Linked DNA regions of Sus scrofa: regions 1 and 3 are each linked to region 2. A link is a contact called in public HiChIP or PLAC-seq and promoter capture Hi-C data. All regions are on one chromosome and are shown on one strand. Each heading gives the region's core, a stretch centred on a gene start, on an enhancer-like site or on the middle of the called end of the contact. The rest is flanking DNA. Distances are from core to core; before and after follow the strand shown. Region 1 holds the start of MAN2B1 (lysosomal alpha-mannosidase). Region 2 holds the start of LOC102167351 (zinc finger protein 709-like). Region 3 holds the start of WDR83 (WD repeat domain-containing protein 83).

Region 1 (4,427 bases), core at 1,035-3,534, 560 kb before region 2:
GCCCATCCTGGGAGTGGACCTTGAGCACCCCTGACCCTGAACCTGCTGCAGGTACAAACCCCCGCCCAGTGAGTGTAACCCAGCCTTGGATGACCCAACACCAGACTACATGAACCTGCTTGGCATGATCTTCAGCATGTGTGGCCTCATGCTCAAGGTGGGCAGGGCTGTTTCCTTCCAGGTAGCTCTACCTGGCACTGGGGAAGGGATGGATTCAGAATGAAGCAGGGCCAGCACTGAGGGGTCAGGGCTGGGGTGATGCTGGGTGAAGAAAGCCAGAGCTCTGGGGGAAGCCAAGGGTCTGGGTCAGGGTAGGTACATGGGAGATTGGTCTGAGGATGGGGCCAGGTTTTAAAGCATCTTGGAGGGGACTGGTGGAAAAAAGGTGGGGTCCTTAGTGTGATGGGGGATGTCAAGGGCCATTCTCCTTAGGCCTGAGGGGATGTGGGGTCAGACATGCAGGACAAGGGAGTAGGACCAGTGCTTTGGTACCGGAGTTAGCTATGGGGGCCTGGGACTGTGGGACTTTGTGGGGCAAGGTTTGAGCTGCACCAGGTGGACTTGGGGTTGGCACTGGTGCCTGGGAATGGCCCTTATGTGGGCTCATTAGGGTGCCTCTCACTGACCTAACCCATCCATCCACTTACCTCTCCCAGCTGAAGTGGTGCGCTTGGGTTGCCGTCTACTGTTCCTTCATCAGCTTTGCCAACTCCCGGAGCTCTGAGGACACTAAACAGATGATGAGTAGCTTCATGTGAGCCTGGGCCTGGAGAGGGAGGGACTCCTGGGTAAGGGGAGGGGATCCCCAAGCCTATCCATCCTGGACTGACTCCTCTCTCCTGTCTCAGGCTGTCCATCTCTGCTGTGGTGATGTCGTATCTGCAGAACCCTCAGCCCATGACGCCCCCCTGGTGATGTCAGCCTAGAGGGGTCCCATCCTGGACCCCTCTGTCCACCTTGCCCTAGGCCTGGGCCTTGGCTACTCAGTCTCTGGCCCTCAACTGCAGTCCTGGGCTTCTCTGGGTGAGGTAGTCTCAGGGCCAGCAGGTGGATGGAGGGAACTTGGCTCTGTCCCTGGGATCCCACTTCTGCTGAGGCAGCGAGGGGAATTGCATAGGCCAACCCACTCCTGCCTGCCTTCCCCACCCTGCCTGCTGCTGGGGGAGGTGCTGTCCATGTTTCCAATCATTTTCATGTTGAAACCAGTTAATAAAGTTTTGCATTCTGGATGTTCTCTGTGACCTCACTCTCCGGTGCATTGTGGGTGCTTGTCTTAGCAGGGGGAAGGGCTCCAGTTCTTCCACTCTGTCAGACCTTGGGTGGGAGCCTTAGTTTGGAGACTTCAGGGTAGTTTTCTTATTTCACACGCCTCCAGCCCTAAGTCCCCTGCCAGAGACAGAACAGTGATCTTTGCCCTCTGGCAGCAGGGCTAATCTGAGGAATCTGGGCTTTGGTTTTCTTTCTTTTTTCTTTTTTTTTTTGCCTTTTCTAGGGTAGCTTCCTGCTGCATATGGAGGTTCCCAGGCTGGGGTCTAATCGGAGCTGTAGCTTCCAGTCTACGCCATAGCCACAGCAATGCGGGATCCAAGCCGCGTCTGCGACCACAGCTCACAGCAACACCGGATCCTTAACCCACTGGGCAAGGCCAGGGATCGAACCTGCAACCTCCTGGTTCCTAGTCGGATTTGTTAACCACTGCGCCACAATGGGAACTCCTGGGCTTTGGTTTTCTTATCAGGGGAATGGGGGTACTGTAAGCAAGTCAGATGTACTGGTAGGGACCAGGGAAGGCAAGAAAAACCGTTTTCCCTTACCTGTGAAGTTCTCACTCTCCTCTCCAGAGGACATCCGTGTCTCTCCCAAGGCTGGATGCCACCCCTCCCCAGCGCTGTAAGAGGCAATTCCTTTACTCAATGTCTCAATCCGTAGGACAGAAAAGGGCACCCATTAACCTCTGCTCCTGGCCAAGCTAGGTTCCTGGCGGACCCTAGCCCTGAAGGTCAACGGCATACCCTAGGATTCTACGCACATATTTTACTTCCAAGGCAAACCCCAGCACCCGTAGGAAAATCTGAGACCCCTGCTCCTACCTCCAAGGAAGCAGCTAGACTAAAACATTTTCTGAGGAAACCAGCGCCGGGAGGGGCTACACACACCCAGGGCCTCGCTGTACTCCTAGGCCCCCAGGGTACCCAGAGCTACTATCTCCGTCTCGTGACTCTCTAGGCCACACCCTAGCCCCGCCCTCGCTGGCACCCATTGGTCAAGCCGAATCCTGGGGGCGGGGCCTTTGCTGAGCCTAGGCCCGGCACGGGAAACCCCTGGAGGCAGTGGCGGCCGCAGCAGAGCCATGGTTGCCGAGGCGCGGTTTTGGGGGGTCCGCGCTGGTGGCGGCCAGGACGAGGCGGGGTCCCGGAAGCGCTCCGGCGCGCTGCAGCCACCGCTCCCGCCTTTCTCCTTCCTTTTTTTGTTGTTGCTGGCGGCGCACGGCGTTTGGGCCGCCGGATACCAGGTGAGCGTGGGCCCGCGAGCGGAAATGTCCTTCAACTTCCAGAGTGAAGCTCCCAGTAGGATTCGGGTCTGTGGGTGGCTCAGTTCTGTGGTGACTAGTGACTGGTTGCTAATATGACAGCATGGTCTGAGCATATGCTTGGTGTCATTGAGAGGTCTGGCTGTGTGTGTCTGAGAATGGCGCTGTCTGTATCTGCCTCCCTTGCTTCTGCGGGTTGGCTTACCTGGACTCTGCATACATTTACCGTTGCTGAAGATTGGCCTCTGTCCACCGTTGCCTAATAGAAACTCAGAGACAGAGTTTTGGGTGAAGGAGAAAAAAAATAGCTTTATTGCTTTGCCAGGCAAAGGAGGGTCACAGCAGGCTAATACCCTAAAGACTGTGCCCTCCCAATGCCATTGGAAAGAATTGCTAGGAGTTTTATAGTAAAAAGAAGGAAGACAGATTTTCAAATAGGAATCAAGGATTGGAACAAACATGCATTCTTCTTTCTTTGGGGGGGATCTTAGTCTTCAAAGCTGGAGTCAGGAGATATCAGCATGATCACAATGGTGGTCTTCTGGGTTGTCGCCTAGAAAAACAGTACTTGGGAAAAGGGTATATTGATCAGAGATTAGAACAAACTAGGGAAGTTCCTGAAAAAAAATCATGTGCTAATAATATTTAATCCACAGGCAATTGTGCTCAGGACGCTTAATCTTTAGTTTACCTGTGACTGTTTAGGGTGCAGTTAAGCCAGGGAGAAGGACAAGGAAAGACTCTAAGCTGTTCAATTTTAAAGTGTTCATTTCTAAAAGAAGCATAAGTAATATAACTTTTCTCTTAAGCGTATAAGATGCCTATATTATTATGTGTATCCCTTGAGAGGGAACCAGGATCCTGTCCCAAGGCTGTACTATTTTTTCTTGACTGTTCCTCCCTTGTCTTTGTATCTCCTTGCTTCCCTGTTCGGCAACTGTCTGAACCTCCCTGGTAACTCAGGGAGGGTTATGGAAGCTGAATGAGGCTAATTTCTTAAGAACAAGAAATGGGGGGCACAGAAAGGCTTTTGTGCCCAAGAGCCCCACAAGGCCCTGCTCAGTTACATTACCTGTGTGATTGGGTGTGAGCCAGCTACTAGCTATGTGTGTGGCCTGGGGGCTTGTTGAGAGCTGGGAGTCTGCCTGAAATTGCAGTCTGGCTCTTTCACTTCCTGGCTACATGACCTTACCCAAACACTTACCCTCTCTGATCCTCAGTGTCTGAAAACAGGAAATATTGTCCCCGAACCCCAGGGTGGCTGCTTGGTATTTGCAAATGTTTAAGAAACATTACCTACTACTATTTCTCCAGGGTGTGAATGAGAGGTGCTCTAAGAAATGGTGCCATTGGGAGTTGCATCTGTGACATAATTATGTGTCCTTCCTGGGAGGGCCTGGACCCACTTCAGTCTCTTGCCTCTAAATCAAGACTTACCTTGTGTCCTCTCCAACCCCCCACTGCAGCCTGCCTCTTAACCTTGGGGTTACTGACAAAGTATATGAGAGTGTGTTTGGGGTCCCTATGCAGACATGCCCCAAGGTGGAGCCGGACATGCTGAACGTGCACCTGGTGGCCCACACACATGATGACGTGGGCTGGCTCAAGACTGTGGACCAGTACTTTTATGGCAGTGAGTAGAGGGTGGGGACTGACCGCCGGGACTCCTATGGCTCCTCAGAGCCCCTCAAATCCTTTTTTAGTTCTGGGCAATAGGGTGATGCCCAGCTTGGGCTTCTGTGTCTAAGAAGATTGCCCTTGGAATTCCTGTCATGGCTCAGTAGGTTATGAACCCGATTAGTATCCCTGAGGATGCAGGTTTGGTCCCTGGCCTCACTCAGTGGGCTAAGGATCCGGCATTGCCCTGAGCTGTGGTGTAGGTGGCAGATGCAGTTCG
Region 2 (4,828 bases), core at 1,073-3,572:
GACCCCTGGCTTCCTAGGTCTGTAGCTTCTCTCAGGTAAAAAGGTTTCTTCCATAGCAGGTGTTTGCACTCGCAGGCAGAGAGGCTCCGCAGAAGAATCAACTAGGCTTTCAAGTACTTCCCTTGCAGGGTCAGGTTACCTTAGAGACACTGACTTCAGGTCTCTGCTTCCCAGCTAGTTGCCCTGGACCAGCATTAATACCTTAAATACACACACCCGGTATTCGAACAATCCACTAAAAATCACCAAAACCCAGTATTTGGGTATAAAAGACGAACGAAAACTGCAAGGCATTTTGTCAATTTAGCAACAACCCCCGCTCCCGCAATATCCATTCATTTCAGAAAATAAATGTCAGTTGATTATTATTTTCGTGGCAAGAAACTGGAAAACAACTGTAATCCAACACACTTCTGGATATGGAAGCATAGCTCTGATATTGCATTTGAAATCACCCAAAAGAGAAAAACAGATCTTTAACTACACTCAATCATGGGGTGAAAGAAAAAAAAAAGAAACCTAAAATTTTTAAAATGGAATGTAATTTTCCAATCTATTGATTAAATACATTTTATATTTACCTGAAAAAAGGAGACTTAAAAAAGAGAACCAAATCACAAACTCAGGGACAGGCAGGGCTACCTGGAACTGTGATGAAAAGACAAACCACCCAGCAGTTTCCAAAAAGGAATCTCTACCCAAAGGACTCAAATAGGATGGCTGTGCCCAGGAAAGATTCTGGGGGTGGGGCTTCTATACAAGGTAGTTCCAGGTGATTAGCACCTGATTTCTTCTCCTGGAAATTATGCGCAGGCAAAAAACAAAAAGCCATCCATGGCTCCGTGCAGAAATGATAAGCAAAATAGTGCCCACTTTTTTTTTTTTTTTTTGGCTTTTTAGGGCAGCAGTGCGGCATACGAAGTTCCCAGGCTAGGGGAGAACTGGAGCTGTAAATGCAGGCCTAAGAGGTAGCCACGGAGCTCCGCGTAAAGAAGTTAATAAGGAAGCTATGAATAGGAGAGGGAAGATCTGGAAACTTCAAGACATTTCTTGCCAGCCCTGGGAGAAACTGGTCTTGGCGGGGGCGGAGGGGAGGGTCGTGGATATGAGACCCTGCTCCTCAAACTTGAAAAAGCGAAGAGGGCAAACGGGTCTCCCGGGAAGAAAGAAGGGACAGGGGACCCCACAGACCACAGCTCCTCCACGCACCAACCTCGGAGACCGAGTTTCCGCTGCCCCAGTGACCTTTTGCGGTCACAGCACAACTTAGAGCAAAAACCGCCGCACCCGGACTGCTGGCCCTGGCCCCACGCTGCGCCCCGCCCCCGCCCCCGCGGACTGGGTACCCAGGTCCGCCGCGGGGAAGCCAGGGTGTGCTCATGGCCGATACTGGGTCCCACAACTCACCATGTTTCCGTTTCTCCGGTTCCAGGTCGTCCACCACCACGACTCCCAGCCGGCAAGCGCGGGTCACAATGACAGAGGAGGTGACAGACTCATCTGAGGCAGTTAAGTGGACCCAGTTTGGCTTCCGGCCGCTACAGCCAGTTGGTGGCAGCCCGCTCCACCCACACACGCACGCGCGCACAAGGAAGGTGTTCTTAACCCGCGAGTCCCCTGATTGGACAGTTCGCAAGGCCACACCCTCCCGGGCCTGTGTCACCGTAGGTTAGAGGGCGGATCTTGGAGCTGAGCTTGTGCCGGCAGCGGCAGGGAACTGGCTTTTCCACAGACCCTGCAATGAATCATAAGGCTTCACAGTTAGTTAAGGCGCTTAGAAGGTGATTCCCATCCACTATAAACATCAAACAAACCTAAAATCAAGCGCTCTGCGTAGATCTATCAAAGCATTGAGGTGACAGGGCGAACTGATCTCAGAGAGATAACAGTGAGTGATGGCTTAAAGCTATATCAGTTAAGAATCTCTGTTTAGGAATTGAATCTGGGCAGCCTGAATGAAAACCAGGAATCCTAGCTGATAGACCAGGGAGAGGCTGGGAGCAGAATTTCTCTGATTCTTGCCCTCTGTTGAAAGCAATACTTTTTCAAGGAGGCAAGGACAGAAAAAACCAGTACGAAGCCTATTGTTAAGAGTCACAGTAAGACATGGGGAAGAGCACACAGAGGAGTAATTTATTTAAGTCAGAAGCAAAGTAGTAATACACTCCTAAAAGAGGAGTGTGGGTGTGGGCCGCCTCCTGAGTTAGCACACCAGAGAGGTGATTTAAATCACTTACACAGCACAGTTCTTGTGGGTCTTTGTTGACCTTTGGCCATCATCTTGTTCTATTTCTCACACTTGACCAGACCCAGGCTCACCTCCCCAATTCTTCCCCTACCCCTCCACATGCATGCACATCTTTTGGCAAAGATGGACTCCAGAGCAAGGGGTTCTGGGATGGTTGCAGGACTTATTATGGCCTGGAGCCCCCATCCCCTTTTGACCCCTAGGAGTCTAACTGTGCATGTGTAATTGGGGAGCTCTCCTTGACCCCAGGAGTGACTGAAATGGTCATCTTATCTTTCTACTCCAGCAGAGCTCAGCTCCTGCCACTAACTTTCTCCTTGAGGTGTCAAAGAGAAACAAGGCCCAATTTACTCAGCCTGACAAGTCCCAGCTGTTCGCAGCCCAGGGGCCCAGCTACCGCCTACCTCAAAACCACTGCCTCCAAAATCTGAAAGCAAGACAGAAAAGGAGCTCTTCTGAAATATGCCCCACATACTCTATTCTGCTCGACAAGGCCTGTACTCCAAAGATTCTCGTTCACCCAAAATCTAACCACTGGGATTTTGCTACAGCCTAACTGGCCTAGTGGGAGGGAAACTGCCACCCTGGCAACTTGCTTCCTCTAGCCTTTCTGCCTCACCTAAGGTGGGGGTGGTCGTGGCTACTCAGAAACACTTGTGGGGTTGCTAGGTTATTTTCCCCTCCTGACAGTAAACCTGAAGTGTGTTTTGCCAAAGCGCTTATTCAACTCTCTAAAACCAACTGGGTGGCTGGCCTACAATTCAATTCAGTTCTCACCAAGAACTCACCAGAGTTCAGTTCAGATGCCACAGTATAACGGCTCAGTCCCACGAGACTGCCCGCATGTCAGATGCCAGCAGCAAATGGGGTGGGGGTGGGCTGGGGGCAGCCTACGCACATTTCTTTGTGGCCCACTACAAATTCGGAGGCTCCTTGAACGCATCCTCACGTTTGTTAATTCTCTAGAATGACCTGCAGAATGAAGGAAACCACTTTTCTTATTATTGCCCGGTTGTTGTAACAGATACAAGTCAGGAACAGCCAAATGGCAAAAGGGGGCCCAGGGCAAAGTGGTGGTCAGGGCTAGGGAGCCTCCAGACCTTCTCCAGGCATGACGGCCTCCCAGCACACGATGTGCTCACTAACCTCGATCTCTCTGATCCCCAAGGTTGAGAGGTTTTCACGGAGTTTCCTTACATAGGCATGACTGGTTAACTCATTGACCACTGGTGATTAACTCCATCTCCAGCCCCTTCTTTCTCCCCAGAGATTGGGAACTCGGCTGAGAGTTCTAAGTCTCTAATCAAAGCTTGGTTTCCTAGCGACCAACCCCATCCTGAAGCCATCTGGGGGCCTGGAAACAATTGGCTCATGAGAACATAAGATGCTCCTATCACCCTTATCACTCAGAAAGGCTTTATTTACTAGGATCAAAATTTTTCTTCTTATATCACAGAAGGTCACAGCCCAAGGACACAGGGCCATTAAAATATTGAGACCAAGGAGTTCCTGCTGTGTTTCAGCAGGTTACAAACCTGATTAGTATCCAAGAGGATATGGGTTCGATCCCTGGCCTCACTTAGGGGGTTAAGGATCCAGGGTTGCTGTGAGCTGTGGTGTAGGTCACAGATTTGACTTGGCTCCCAAGTTGCTGTGGCCGTGGCATATGGTAGCACCTCCAGTCCTGATTCCACCCCTAGCCTGGGAACTTCCACATGCTGCAGGTGCAGCCCTAAAAAGAAAAAGCTTACTGAGACCAAATCATGGGTGTTTAGAACATTCCTTCTCTACCCTCAACATACCAGTACATCAAGAAAATTTCTGTTTAATAACAGTGGGAAACACTGAAAGAACTGTAAGTTTCAGAATTTCTTTAAGTCTCTATAGTGTCCTCAGAGATGACATGGGAGACAAAAACGAGGAACCTGAGGATATGTTGGCCACTGACAGTTACAAGAAACAATCAATACAGCCTAACCATCAGGTAGACATAAAACCTTACACTAAAGGCCTATTTACTTCAGTTCCTTTTTACAGTACATCATGTCTCATATTCAACAAAAAATTAAAAAGACACAAATACTTTTAAAATTTTTCTTCAGGAAAGAGGATGAACAAAAGAACTTGATTTAGATGTAGCAGATATCTTACAATTATTAGTCCAGATGCTTGAAGCAACAATGATTATGCTAAAGGCCCTGATAGAACTAGTGGATATGTGCAAGAACAGTCAGGGAAGGTATGCAGAAATAGAAACTCTTAAGAAAAAAAACAAAAGAGAAATTTAAGACACGTGAAGCCTACAAAGAGAATAGCAAAGAAGTGTACGTGGGGAGAGAGGGAGTGCTTATCAATGCAGTGGTAATGTGTGAGTAAAGAACTAGTGAGCTTGAGGAAATGTCAGTAGAACCTTTTGTTTTATGCAGGTCTTGGCCTATGAATAATCAGTGTTGTGGTTGGACCAGGTCTTGTGGTTCTTATTATGATTGCAAGTTGCCCTTCAACCATAACCATCAGGAAACTTTTGAAAAAATAAAGGCTTAGGGACTTCCTGTTGTGGCTCAGTGGTAAGGAACCTCA
Region 3 (4,377 bases), core at 117-2,616, 580 kb before region 2:
GACTAGACCATAGAGGGCCTTGTAAGCAAAGCGAGGAGAGCAGATTTTAATTTTCGGACAGAAGCAGCTACGATCCCTCCTGGCACCTGGGGAGGGGCAAGGTCCTGGCCCCACTCACCCTGCCAGGACTTCATGGTCCGACACCTTCACACTGGATATGCCATCCCTGGCTTCATCCAGCGTCTGTACTGGCTCAGGTTTCCGAGAGCGGCAGTCCCAGCAGCGCACACTGGAATCGATAGAGCCTGTGTGGTCAGCATGAAGGTGGATCAGGTTTGGGGGACAGAAGCAGCACCCTGGGCCCACCTGCCTAGGCCCCGCACTCACCAGACAGGATAACTGTGGCCTCTTCATTAAACTGCACTGTGTTCACCTTCTGTGAAATGGAACTGCTATTTAGAGAAGCTGGACTTTGGAGGATGGGGATAAAGGCAAGGGAAAAAGCTAGGGGTAGGGGAGGTGAAAGGTTTGTGGGGAACTACAAGGACAGGGCTTGGTAAGACGACCCTTGGGGAAGGGGAGGATCCTTGTGCTGTAACTGAGCAAATGGTGGTCCCTGTCACCACCTTCATGCAAATGACCATCCTCTCCAATTAGGCCACCTTCTTGCTTGCACTCACCCCAGCATGGCCCCGAAATTTTCGCACGACCTGCCCTGATGCCACATCCCACAGCACCACGGCCTTGTCCCCGCCGCCAGAACAGAGACTGCTGTTGTCAAAGGAGCTAGAGGGCAGAGGAGGGAAGGTTAACGTCGACCTCTGATCACAGCCTCAGCGCCCATATTCTGGCCTGGCCCTCAGCTCACCCGGCCGCGTCCAGCACCTCATAGCCGTGGCCGCTGTATGTCCGCAGTAGCGTCCCCCGCAGCGGGTTCCACAGTTTCAGGGTCTTGTCACTGCCGCAAGTCAGACAGTAATTGCCATCCACTGGGGAACACCAGGCAGGGGTTACTGGGTCTCCGATCTCAGGAGGAGGGAGGAGGACCCGGAATGAGATAAGGGCGCTCACCATTAAATCGCACGGCTCGCACAGCCCCCTGCCCGCAGTCCAATGTCTTCAACCGTTTCTGTGGCAGCTCCGGGCCACGTGGCTTTGGCTCAGGGAAAGCCATCGCACTCGGCTCCCTTCCTCGCCACCGAAGCTTTCCTTGCTCTGGGTGTAACCTTATTATTGTCCTCTATGGTCTACTTCCTATTTATCACTTCCGGATTCAATAGTTTCAGCTTTTTGGAGATAATATTGGGAATACTGAAGCCTGTTTCCAGTTTTCACTTTCTTTTCCCATTTCCTGTTTTCTAGGAATACTTTTGGCTTCCAATTCTTTCCCCTAGCTGGGAGAGTTCCGGCCCCCGCCGTTAGGAACGGAAGCACGAGGGCTGAGGGCGTTACTCCAAAAGCCTTCCTCCGTTTCCACATCGGAAGCTGCCAGAAGCTGCGACACCCGCAGCGGAAGAGGCGCGACTTCTGACTCGCTATGTCCGCTAACAGTATGTCGGACCCACGGAGGCCTAACAAAGTGCTGAGGTGAGGATCCTAGTTGTCATGGTGTTAAAAAAACGAAAAACAGCTGTAAATTTTAAGTTTCTAATTGGCTTTATCAAACGATTCATGGATTGGGCAGTATCCCATCTAGCAAGGGGGGGAAGGGGCTCTTAAGGGCTACGGAAATGGAAAGTTTTTTGAAGGCAGGGCAAGGAAGTCATAAGAAAAAAGGATTATTTTAGATTAAGTCACTTCCTTTTTGGGGAAAAAAGGGTCTTATTAGGTGATGGTTACCTCGTCTTCTTTTTGGGGGATGGAGACGGGAGAGGCACTCTGTAACAGACTAATGCGTTTGGTGCTGATCAGAAAAATACTGAGTGAACTCTTAAAACTACATTTTTTTGGAGGAGGTTGAAGCTTCAATTAAGTTAGGTATTAGGCCCTGCTTTGGTGGCTTGGCCCTAGTCCAAGTGACTCCGTTTTGGGCCTGTGGTTTTTTTTTTTTAAACAGTGCCCCTCTTTTGATTGGACTCTCAGCTTGACTGAGAGGTGTAATCAAAACTTAAGGCTTGGAAAGATAAAAAAAAAAAGAAATAAAATTTAAAAAAAAGGCTTGAGGAGTTCCCTTGTGGCTCAGTGGGTTAAGGATTTGTCTCTGCAGCAGCTAGGGTTGTTGCTGTGGCGCCTGTTTGATCTCTGGCCCAGAAACTTCCACATGGGGGCGAGGGTGGCCCAACCAAACCAACAAATAAAAAAACACTTCAGGTGTGAGAGCCATTACCCACTGCTGTGTTTGAGGTTATTGTAGTTTTTGTTGTTCCTTTGCATGGTGTTCATAGGTTTTTATATTTTTGCTTAACCTCTGTGATATTCACAGGTCCTGACTGGCTTCAGGTTCACCATCTTTAAGTTGGTCATTCTCTTGTTCCTTTTCTGATGTTTTAGGGAGATATTCTGCTTGGTGGTTAGCGGCTGTGAATATACATTTAAAGCTCTTGAGAGAATATGGTGCACCAGGGAGATTATTATGATTAAAATAAACAGGATAATTTGCAGTGTTTGGAGTGCGCTTTGGAGCTGTGGTCCTCAGCACTCAAACCAGTCAAAATTAAAATATATCAAAGAGTATCCCATTGAAGGAGTCACTTTTTTTTTTTTTTTTTTTTTTTTTTTTTGGCTTTTTAGGGCCACACCTCTAGCATATGGAAATTCCCAGGCTAGGAGTCAAATCAGAGCTGCAGCTGCTGGCCTGCACCACAGCCACAGCAACGCCAGATCCTTAACCCACAGATCCTTAACCCACTGAGCCAGGCCAGGGATTGAATCCGCATCCTTATGGATACTAGTCCTGTTTGTTCCACTGAGCCACAACAGGAACTCCCCCCGCCCTTTTTTTTTTTTTTTTTTTTTTTTTTTTGCTAGGAGTCAACTTAAGCAAACTGGCTTGCTCAGTGCTTTTACATAATTGAGGTTCTTTTCTTCTTTTTTGAAAATTGTTTATTTCATTGGAGTATAGTTGACTTACAATGCTGTGTTAGTTTCAGGTGTGTAGCAAAGTAATCAGTTATACACATACTTATAGCAATTTTTTTAAAAAACTTTTTGCTCATATGGGTTATTATGAAACTGAGTTTCAACTTCCCCAGAAGAGTTAATCCAGGCGCAGCAGGTGGTGTTGGTCACAGCACAGACACTCCTTGCTCAGCTAAAAGATAACCAAGGTTGGAGTTCCTGCTATGGCACAACAGGATCGGCTGCATCTTGGGAGTGCTGGGTCACAGGTTCCATCTCTGGCCCTGCACAGTGGGTTAAGGATCTAGTATTGCTACAGTTGCAGCTTAGGTCATGACTGCAGCTCGGATCTGATCCCTGCCCGGGAACTCCATATATGCTGCAGGGTGGCCAAAAATGGAAAAAAAAAAAAAAAAAAAGATAAGGGCTATCCTATTATAAAGAACAACTTTGGCCAGAGACTCTAGGTTCTTTTTTTTTCTTTTTGCCTTTTCTAGGGCCGCTCCCACGGCATATGGAGGTTCCCAGGCCAGGGGTCTAATTGGAACTGTAGCCACCAGCCTACGCCACAGCCACAGCAACACAGCCTTCGACCTACACTACAGCTCACGGCAATGCCGGGGATCCTTAACCCACTGAGTGAGGCCAGGGATTGAACCCACAACCTCATGGTTCCTAGTCGGATTCGTTAACCACTGCGCCACGATGGGCCCTGCCAAGGGAATTAAACCCTGAGTTGTGAAATCCTCTCCATTAGGTCCTTTCTAACTCAATGATGTAAATCTGAGAGTTGACCAATGAGGTTAGTTTGCTTGTAGACAGTTAGGGGCACAGTTAGATAATCTAAGAGGCTTTGCCCGCAGTGGCTATCTAGGCATTTAGAGGCCCAAGAAAAATAATAACCACCATGGACAAAGACAAACCATTCCCATTAAGGAGGTGCTGTTAATGGATTCATTCACAGAGATTACCGTGTTTACCCATTCAAGCCAGGTGTCAGTTTTTCAGCACATATGAGGAGAGTATCTCCCAGTCTAAAGTGTTATTCTAAACCTTGCAAAGATGGGTTCTGCTGGTGAGATCTCTCAGTGAGTGGAGGCAAATCTGATCTAGATTATCATGGGAACGTGGGCCTCCATATGCTTCGGGTGTGGCCCTAAAAAGCAAAACAAAAAAAAAAAAAAAAAAGAAGAAGAAGAAGAGAAATTGGTCACAGGAAGGACCAGGGGGTCTCCAGCGTCACGGATAGATTGGAATCTTGGATGACAAATCCAGCAGTCTGAAAGGTTACCTCCCTTAGCAATAGCCTGGGAGAGCATTATCTTTCCAGGTTAATGCCAGAGTAAAGAAAAGAAACAGGAGAAAAGCTTTCATGTTTAG

What was found. Promoter capture Hi-C pulls out the DNA fragments that hold promoters and counts their contacts. HiChIP or PLAC-seq counts read pairs in DNA pulled down with a chosen protein or histone mark.
Region 1: a contact with region 2 is called in an H3K27ac HiChIP or PLAC-seq map of alveolar macrophages. The contact joins the promoter of MAN2B1 here to the promoter of LOC102167351 in region 2. A contact is called at or near these places in 2 of 5 promoter capture datasets (fetal skeletal muscle and liver) and 1 of 2 datasets of contacts at active chromatin or transcription factors (alveolar macrophages).
Region 3: a contact with region 2 is called in a promoter capture Hi-C map of liver, with 5 times the contacts expected there. The contact joins the promoter of WDR83 here to the promoter of LOC102167351 in region 2. A contact is called at or near these places in 1 of 5 promoter capture datasets (liver) and 1 of 2 datasets of contacts at active chromatin or transcription factors (alveolar macrophages).

Annotation. Positions count from the first base shown.
Region 1 is chr2:66,326,767-66,331,193 of Sscrofa11.1, forward strand. It overlaps MAN2B1 (lysosomal alpha-mannosidase), which reads left to right and starts at 2,285. Exons shown (of 24, transcript XM_003123314.4): 1 at 2,285-2,512; 2 at 4,061-4,163. The coding sequence starts at 2,351. It overlaps WDR83OS (WD repeat domain 83 opposite strand), which reads left to right. Exons shown (of 4, transcript NM_001001645.1): 2 at 52-157; 3 at 657-754; 4 at 849-1,229. The coding sequence ends at 915. It overlaps LOC100736972 (a long non-coding RNA gene), which reads right to left and starts at 2,245. Exons shown (of 6, transcript XR_002341622.1): 1 at 2,091-2,245; 2 at 1,815-1,888; 3 at 648-729.
Region 2 is chr2:66,889,156-66,893,983 of Sscrofa11.1, forward strand. It overlaps LOC102167351 (zinc finger protein 709-like), which reads right to left and starts at 2,323. Exons shown (of 5, transcript XM_021083749.1): 1 at 1,408-2,323.
Region 3 is chr2:66,311,473-66,315,849 of Sscrofa11.1, forward strand. WDR83 (WD repeat domain-containing protein 83) reads right to left here and starts at 1,367. Exons shown (of 9, transcript XM_003123321.6): 1 at 1,012-1,367; 2 at 809-929; 3 at 621-726; 4 at 328-376; 5 at 119-245. The coding sequence starts at 1,114. WDR83OS (WD repeat domain 83 opposite strand) reads left to right here and starts at 1,448. Exons shown (of 4, transcript NM_001001645.1): 1 at 1,448-1,527. The coding sequence starts at 1,478. LOC100736972 (a long non-coding RNA gene) reads right to left here. Exons shown (of 6, transcript XR_002341622.1): 6 at 2,968-4,377.